2 separate regions of the Mus musculus genome follow, and region 2 is linked to region 1. A link is a contact called in public HiChIP or PLAC-seq data. All regions are on one chromosome and are shown on one strand. Each heading gives the region's core, a stretch centred on a gene start, on an enhancer-like site or on the middle of the called end of the contact. The rest is flanking DNA. Distances are from core to core; before and after follow the strand shown. Region 1 overlaps Smad6 (SMAD family member 6). Region 2 holds the start of 1110036E04Rik (RIKEN cDNA 1110036E04 gene).

Region 1 (3,753 bases), core at 856-3,355:
AATTGATTTTTTTAGTTCTATAATCTATGATGAATTGATTTTTTGTGTAAGAAAAAAAAAAGTAAAAATATATCGGTCCTGGAACTTGCTCTGTTGACCAGGCTAGCCTCAGACTCAGAGATCTGCTAGCTCCTGACTCCTGAGTGCTGGGATAAAAGGTATGCGCCGTCACTGGCTGGCTGTCAGCTTTTTTTTTAAATGAAGGTCTCCTACCATTGATCCAAAAAATATTCCCTTCTTGGGAATTGTATTGGTTGGTACCTTTGTCAAACGTCAATTGATAGGCTGGAGAGAAGGCTTAGTGGTTCAGAGCACCGACTGCTCTTCCAGAGGACCTGAGCTCAATTCCCAGCAACCACATGGTGGCTCACACGGTTGTCTGTAATGGAATCCAACGCCCTCTTCTGGTGTGTCTAAAGACAGCAACGGTGTACTTATATACATAAAATAAATAAATCTTAAAAAAAAAAAGCTAATTGATGAGACTGGAGATGTGGCTCAGCAGAGTGTTTATCTAGTCTCCAGGAAGCCACACAGCCTGCAGTGCTGTATCCACCAGCTGTGGTGGCACAGGGCTGTGAGTCCTAGCACTGAGGAGGTAAAGATGGAAGGAGTTCAAAACCATCTTTGACTACATAGTGAGTTCATGGCTAGCCTGGGCTACATGAGACCCTGCCTTTTAAAAACGTTCATGATTATGACCCATGTGAGGTTCTCCTTCTGGGCTCTTCTACATGTTTCGGTGTGTATCTTTTCTCGTTCCAGTATGTCCGAGCATTGATCACTGTGTGTGTTTCATGATGAACTTGGAAACCAGGTATTGTGAGTTATTCGACCTTGTTCTGGTAGTTTTGACTTCCACAGGTTATCCCCATTTGCCTGTGTGTTTTAGATCAGCCTGCTGACTGCCACAGGAAGGCCAGTGGGGGTGTGGATTGGGATTGCCTGGACTCTGAAGATCAATATGGAAGACCTGTCGTTTGACTCCTTAGCTAATGAATACTCTTCTTTCCCCACGTCTTCCACCAGTGTCCCAGCTAAGTGTGTGCACAGGGCTTCCATATTCTGTCCCTCCCCTTTCACCTTTCCCTCTCTCCCTTCTTTCCTTTCTTTTTTGAGACATGTTTGTCTGCGATGCCCTGCCTGTCCTGGAACTTACTCTGTAGAGTAGACTGGCCTCGAACTTAGAGGTTTGCCTACCTCTGCCTTCTGAGTGCTGGGGTTAATGGTGTGTGCCACGGCCACCCTAGAGTTATCGTAAAGTGATACTTTATACTTTCCAGAGATGCCCCCTGGTGGGTAGAGTGCTTGCCTGGTAGACACAGAGCCCAGTATTCAGTCCCTAGCACTGCATAAGCTAGATGTGTTAGTTCACATATATAATTCCAAAACTAGGTGGTGGAGGCAGGGGAATCAGAAGTTCGAGATCACTGTCTGTATGTAGCAAAGTCAAAGGCAGCTCGGCTACATGAGACCCCGTCTCCTAACAAAGCCTACCAACACCCCCTCCCCACCAAAAAAACCAAACCCCACAATCATTTTTAGATGAATACCATTAGTCATTAGAAGGTATCCCGTGTTGCAGGTGAAGAAATATAATTTAAAAATGGTATTTATTTTGTGTGTACCTGTGGGGATGCACATGCCACAGTGCATGTGTGGAGGTCAGAGGACAACGTGTGGGGAGTCTGTTCTTTCTACCATGTGGGTCCTAGGGATGGAATTCAGGCTGTCAGGCTTGGAGGCAGCAAGTATCTGTGCCTGCTGAGGTACAGATTTGGTTTAGAGGATGGCTAAGGCCTTTTGGGGGGATTTTCCTCCTTTTCTCATGGATCAGAAACTGGCAGAGTCTTAGCCTGGGGTTGCAGAGTGGCTGATGGGAGGAGCTTTGGACTATGTGGGGCCAGAAGGAAGCTCTAAGGCCAGAGGCAGCCATAGGTGCTGGCAGCCAGGAGGCTCAGGGCCCTTCCAGGATTGCCGACACTCAGAGGTGGCCAGTTCATGTTTGACTGTTTTCAAAATCTCAAAGCCCGGGGCTTGGAAGAGCAGCTTTTGGCTGACCTCACCCTGAGGTGATGAGTGTGGGGTTTAAAGGCCTTTGTAACTCTTTGGTTTGGAATGGGGCTCTGGACAGGGCTGGGGAAAACACTGGAACCTGTTAGTACTGGCCTCCGTTGCTCCACCTCTGGAAGGAGGCAATTGTCTCTTTCTTTGTTACCACAGAAGTCCCAGGAACCTGACAGACAGGATTTGGAGAGGGAGAAGAGGTCTGGAGAGGGCCCTAGCTAGGCCTTCGGAGAGAGCCAGAATGGGCTCTAAGCATTTACTGACAGCCCATTATTAGTCCTGACTTGCGTTGGAACCTCTGAGTGTTGGAGGTGAAGATCCGGAAACCCAGAAAGGGTTCACTCACCTACCAGTCACTCCGGGAAACACTTGAAGGAGCTGTGACTCAAAACCAATTGTGTGTGTGTGTGTGTGTGTGTGTGTGTGTGTTCACATGTGTGTATTTGCATGTGGGAAGAGGACCGTGAGTGCACATATATGTGTGGGGGGGAGGTCAGAGGATAACCCCTCAGGGTTCGACTTTTTGTTTTAGGTAAGGTTGGCCTGGAACTTTGCCAAGGAAGTTAGGCTAGCTGGCTAGAGAGCTCCGTGAATCCCCCTGTGCCCTCCTGTCTCTGCTTGCCTGTGTGTCCCACCTTATTACTGGGAATGCAAGTGTGTGCCTCTGTCTTGGGCTCTTTACATGGGTCCTTAGATCTTCCCTCTTGGACACATCGAGTGCTTTGCTGATGGACTGTCTCCCAGCCCCCCAATTTTTAACTCCAAACCTGCCAAGTGGAGTATGACTACTTACTAACAGGGCAGGGGGATCTGGACCCAGACAGTGCTGCTAGCTGTACAATTTCTAATATACCTACTGCCACAGGACTAAAAATCTAAAGTGGTTATCATTGGTAAGCTTTGGTCTGTTTAGATCGCCTTTAGGTTACATTTATTTATTTTTGTGTGCATATACATGCCATGGCATGTAGGTGGAAATCAGAAGATAACTTGTGGCCGTCAACTCTCTCCTTCTCCGGTGTGGAACTCAGGGTGTCAGGCTCAGTGGCACGTGCTCTTACCCACTGAGTTACCAGCTTGGCAGCTGTGCGTGGTGTGTTTTTCTTTTTTTAGACTATTAAATTTTATTTGTATGAGTGATTTCCTGCCTGTGTGTGTACCATGTGCACGCCTGGTGCTCACAGAGGTCAGAAGAGGGCATATGGTCCTCTGGAATTAGAGTTACAGATGGTTGTGAGCCACCATGGGATGTTGCGAATTGAACCCTAGTCCTCTGCAAGAGAAACAAATACCCTTGACCTCTGAACCATTTCACTAGCCCCTGGAGTATTTTTATTTTTCCATAATTGTCTGTACTACCCAGGCTGCCTTTTGATGGTACAATCTCACTGTGTGGTAGAGGGTAGATCCTCCTGCCTCAGGGTGCAGGCAGAAGGCCATGGGGGCTTTAACTAGCAGGATAGCGTGCATGCTGGCATGGCCTCTCCAGAGCAAAAAACTGTGGGAAGTCAGGACTCTGTCCAGAGCTTTTGATTCATCTAAGGATGACGGCCACACGACTCAGGACTGGACTAGAGTGAGAGTGGATGGCACAGTGCCTGCCTGTTGACCTCTGCTCTTTGACCTTTGACATTGCTGGAAGCCATGACTTCTTTCCCTACTAGAGACTGGAATAAACTCAGGAAG
Region 2 (3,753 bases), core at 394-2,893, 57 kb before region 1:
ACTCCCTCCTGTCCAAGGACACTACTCAGTTTGAATGGGAGTCCATGATAAGGGCCTCATTTTGTCTTAATGACCGTGTGTGTGTGTCTGTCTGTCTGTGTGTGTGTGTTTTCGGGATGCACATGTGTGTACCTGTGAAAGCCAGAGGGCAAACTTGGATTTCATTCCCTGGGCTCTGTTCATCTTGTTTTCCAAAGCAGGAGTCTCTTACTGGCTAAGAACTCACTGACTGTCCGGACTGCTGGCCACAGAGCCACAGGGATCTCCCTGACTCTGCCTCTGACACTGGAGGAGTTTCATGTGTGTACCACCATGATGATGTCTGCTTCTACATGTATTCTGAGGATCAAATTCAGTTTCAAGGTACAGGCAAGACAAACACTACTAACTGAGCCACCTCCCCAGCCTCCATAACAACTTCTAAACAGCCCCTACTTCCAAGTACAGCCCAGTTCTGAAGTACTAGATGCCAGCCAGTCAGTCAACATGAACTTGGTGATGCCACAATTTTGCTTATAACAAAATCCAACGGCTATCAGTGCTCATCCCTGGGCTGAGGGGATAGACTTGGAACTTCCAGGAAGCTGGAAGCATTCCAAGAAGATTTCCTGGAAGGGAAACTTCAAATCTTGGTCAAAAGGGAATCAGAAGGAAAGACTGGAAATTCCAGGCAAATGAAACAGCAAGAACACAAGCCTGGAAACAGGACGCGTTTCAGGAAAGATAAGCTGGTGACTGTCTGGATGAGTCACGGGCAGAGTCTCCCAGAAGGTAACGTTGTGAAATGCCTTGGATGTTGGAGAGGCTCGGGGCTTGATTCTGCTTCAATAAGGACCCATTGAGAACATCTGAGCTCAAGAAAGAGGAGGGTTGTACTTTGGGCCAGAATCAGGGAAATCGCTGTGTGGAGCAGGCTTGCCATTTAGAGCATGCGACAGAGAAGCCCCTGGCTTGCTGATTACACACGGCTGGAGTCGCCACCAAGTTTTTGATTCAAAGTGCCTTGATAGCCCCTGAGCGTATTTTGGATTTTGTTTTTTGCTTTTTTTTTCCCTTCGCCCAACTTCTCAGGGCTGCTACTCTTGATGGCCCGTGAGATTTAGGAAGCACCGGAATTTTACTAGGCAGAGAGAGCAGAGTCCCGGCAGGCAGAGGTGTGGCTGCTCCTCTCCCCTCCTGACTAGGCAATCACCCTGGAGGACAGCAAGGCCAAGGCCTCAGGGGAGGTGGCGCCAGTTCTGGAGAGTCATCTTGTGTCTGGTTGCCATGGCATCCGGCACTGCATAGGAGGGCCAATCCGGCTCCCCCGCCGGAAATAGGGTGATCACCTGGCCTCCGCGCTTTCCACAGCGCCGCGGGGTTTTCTGTTTGTTTGGTTTGGTTTGGAAGCAAACACCAAATAGTTAAACTTCCCGGAGCTTGTATCCGGCAGAACAATTCTACGGAAGATACTTTCCTTTTCAAGCTGGGGGCCGTTGAGTCTAAGCTCGTCTTGGCTCCGCTTGGTTTGGCCCTTTTACTCCGGCCACGCCCACTCCAGTCCAAGCTGGCCTTCTCTGCCTTTGGCTGTGCTCACCTGCTACCTCGTGAAGAGCAAGGTCCCTGGAGTCCTGCTGCCCTTCCTGCTGGTCATGGGGAAGATCCTCAACTCCTTTGTAGTCATACCCTCACCTGAAGTTTGGGAGTAAGACACCACCTCCTCGGGTTGCTAGGAGGAGTAACTGAGGGTGAACTTGGAAATCCCCCGGATACTACAAAACAGTACAACGGGCACGTGAAGCTGCATTAACAGCTCTCATTATTTTTACCTTTGCTCTTTTGTAGTGGCTTAGTCACCGGCCTCACACGCTTTATTGATTTTTACCCACACTGGGTATGGTGGAGAACTGTGAGTTCAAGGCCAGCGTTGGCTGTGTAGTTTGAAGCCAGACTGCACTCCCTTAAGACTCAGCTTTGGGGGCGGAGCACTGGTGGCGCACGCCTTTAATCCCAGCACTTGGGAGGCAGAGTTTGAGGCCAACATGGTCTACAGAGTGAGTTCCAGGACAGCCAGGGCTACACAGAGAAAAAACAAAACAAAACAACAAACAAACAAAAAAAGACTCAGCCTTGGAAAGACATAAAACAAACAAAAAAATTCCATTACAGCTTAATTCAGAATAAAAAGAGAGAGACTATAATCCAATTTAAGAGAAATACAGTATACAGTGTCTGCTTAGCTTCAACCAGGCCCTCAAACCTTGCGTCCTGGCTTTCTAGGCCAGGATTTCTGCCTCCTACCCGTATCATCTCCTACCTAAGCACTCACAGGAAGTGAGAGATCAGGCAGAACACAAGCTGGCTCCTGCAGTAAACGGCTTCAAAAACTCCTTCTCTCTCATAAAATCCAGATGCATGCTTTCATGCTCAGGACTTTTACGCCCGACCTACACTGCCGCTTCCTGTTTAGTGTCTGCCACCAAGACTAAGGTGTCCCCTGGAATTTCTTAACCATTCCATGCTCTTTATATATGTCAGTCTCTCTGCTTGGGATCCTCTAAGCTCCATTTTTCTTTTTGTTGTTGTTTTGTTTTTTTTTTTCTTCCTCACTTTAAGAGAGATACCATCAAGACTGTAGTGTCCCACTGGGATTTCAATGTGAGTGTGTGTGTGTGTGTGTGTGTGTGTGTGTGTGTGTAAGCACTTAAACACTCAGTATGTAAGCTGTGAAGGCTCCGAGGAAGGCTATGGAGGCAACCAATGGGGCCTTTCTGCAGAGAAACTCTGTGAAGCATTACTTCCTTGGCTGCCCAGGTTCCTGTTCACACTGCGTCTACTCTGCCTCTTTTCTCCCCGGGTCACATCTCTTACTGAGCTCCCCAGGAAGAGCGGCTCTTCCCAGGGACTTCGTGGCCCATCCAAGCTAGCCAGGCCCGGCTCTACTTAGCTTCTGGGATCGGATTAGATCAGGAGTGTTCAGATGATGTGGCAGAAGACCTTGCCGGGGACTTTGATACATGGAGACATGGGAGACATGTAGTAACCTTGGCTATTTGGGGGTAGCCAAGTAGAGACTAAGTGACCCCAGGCAGCTTTGTTTCAAGGTGCAAAGAGCATGTGCTTCCTGTGGGGCCCAGGCCCCTCATCTTGCCCTAAGGGAGGATCTTTGAGGGGATTCAGCCTCTAGTTAGGTGAAGTGCCAGTAGGGTCCCAGGGCTTAGAAAGATGCTTGCTCTTCACATCCTCAACTGTGTGCTCTGTTTGCATCTGATCCGTTATTTACTTATTTCCTGTATATTTATCTGTGTCTCTCTGTGTGTCTGCATGTTTGTGAGTGTGCCCATGGAGGTTGGATGAAGGCATTGGATCCCCTAGAGCTGGAGTTACAGATAATTGTGAGATACCCACCACAGGTGCTAGGAACTGAACCTGGTTACTCTGGAAGAGTAGCAAGCGCTCTTACCACAGAGCTGTATCTCTGGCCCACAACCCCACAACTTATTTTTAAAATGTATATGTGTGGGCAGAGGGTACAGCTTGGCTGGTGCAATGCTTACCCAGCATATGTAAAGCCCTCACTGGGTTCAATCCCCAGCATCACGTCGTGCCTGATGCCCTTAGCTCTAATCAGAGCACTGAGGAGGAGTAGGCAAAAAGCATCGGAAATGCCAAGATAAGATCGTCCTTGGTTACTGTGGTGCTGTGAATATGAATGGCCCCCGTAGAATCTATTTGAATATTTGGCCCCAGTTGCTGGAAACATTTGGGAAGGAT

What was found. HiChIP or PLAC-seq counts read pairs in DNA pulled down with a chosen protein or histone mark.
Region 2: an H3K27ac HiChIP or PLAC-seq map of embryonic stem cells shows a contact between it and region 1, with 11 read pairs. The contact joins the promoter of 1110036E04Rik here to the enhancer-like site in region 1. A contact is called at or near these places in 1 of 484 Hi-C or Micro-C datasets (liver) and 7 of 115 datasets of contacts at active chromatin or transcription factors (bone marrow-derived macrophages, double positive thymocytes, embryonic fibroblasts and 3 more).

Annotation. Positions count from the first base shown.
Region 1 is chr9:63,991,318-63,995,070 of GRCm38.p6, reverse strand. All of the region lies in intron 3 of Smad6 (SMAD family member 6), which reads left to right. Among named protein-coding and RNA genes, the nearest start is that of Smad6, 29 kb to the left of the region's middle. Within about 2 kb of position 2,105, at least 19 of the 459 cell types and tissues checked have an H3K27ac peak or open chromatin away from gene starts, as enhancers often do. A contact at or near this core is called in embryonic stem cells and liver, where this site is marked.
Region 2 is chr9:64,047,719-64,051,471 of GRCm38.p6, reverse strand. 1110036E04Rik (RIKEN cDNA 1110036E04 gene) reads right to left here and starts at 1,643. Exons shown (of 3, transcript NR_040713.1): 1 at 1,577-1,643.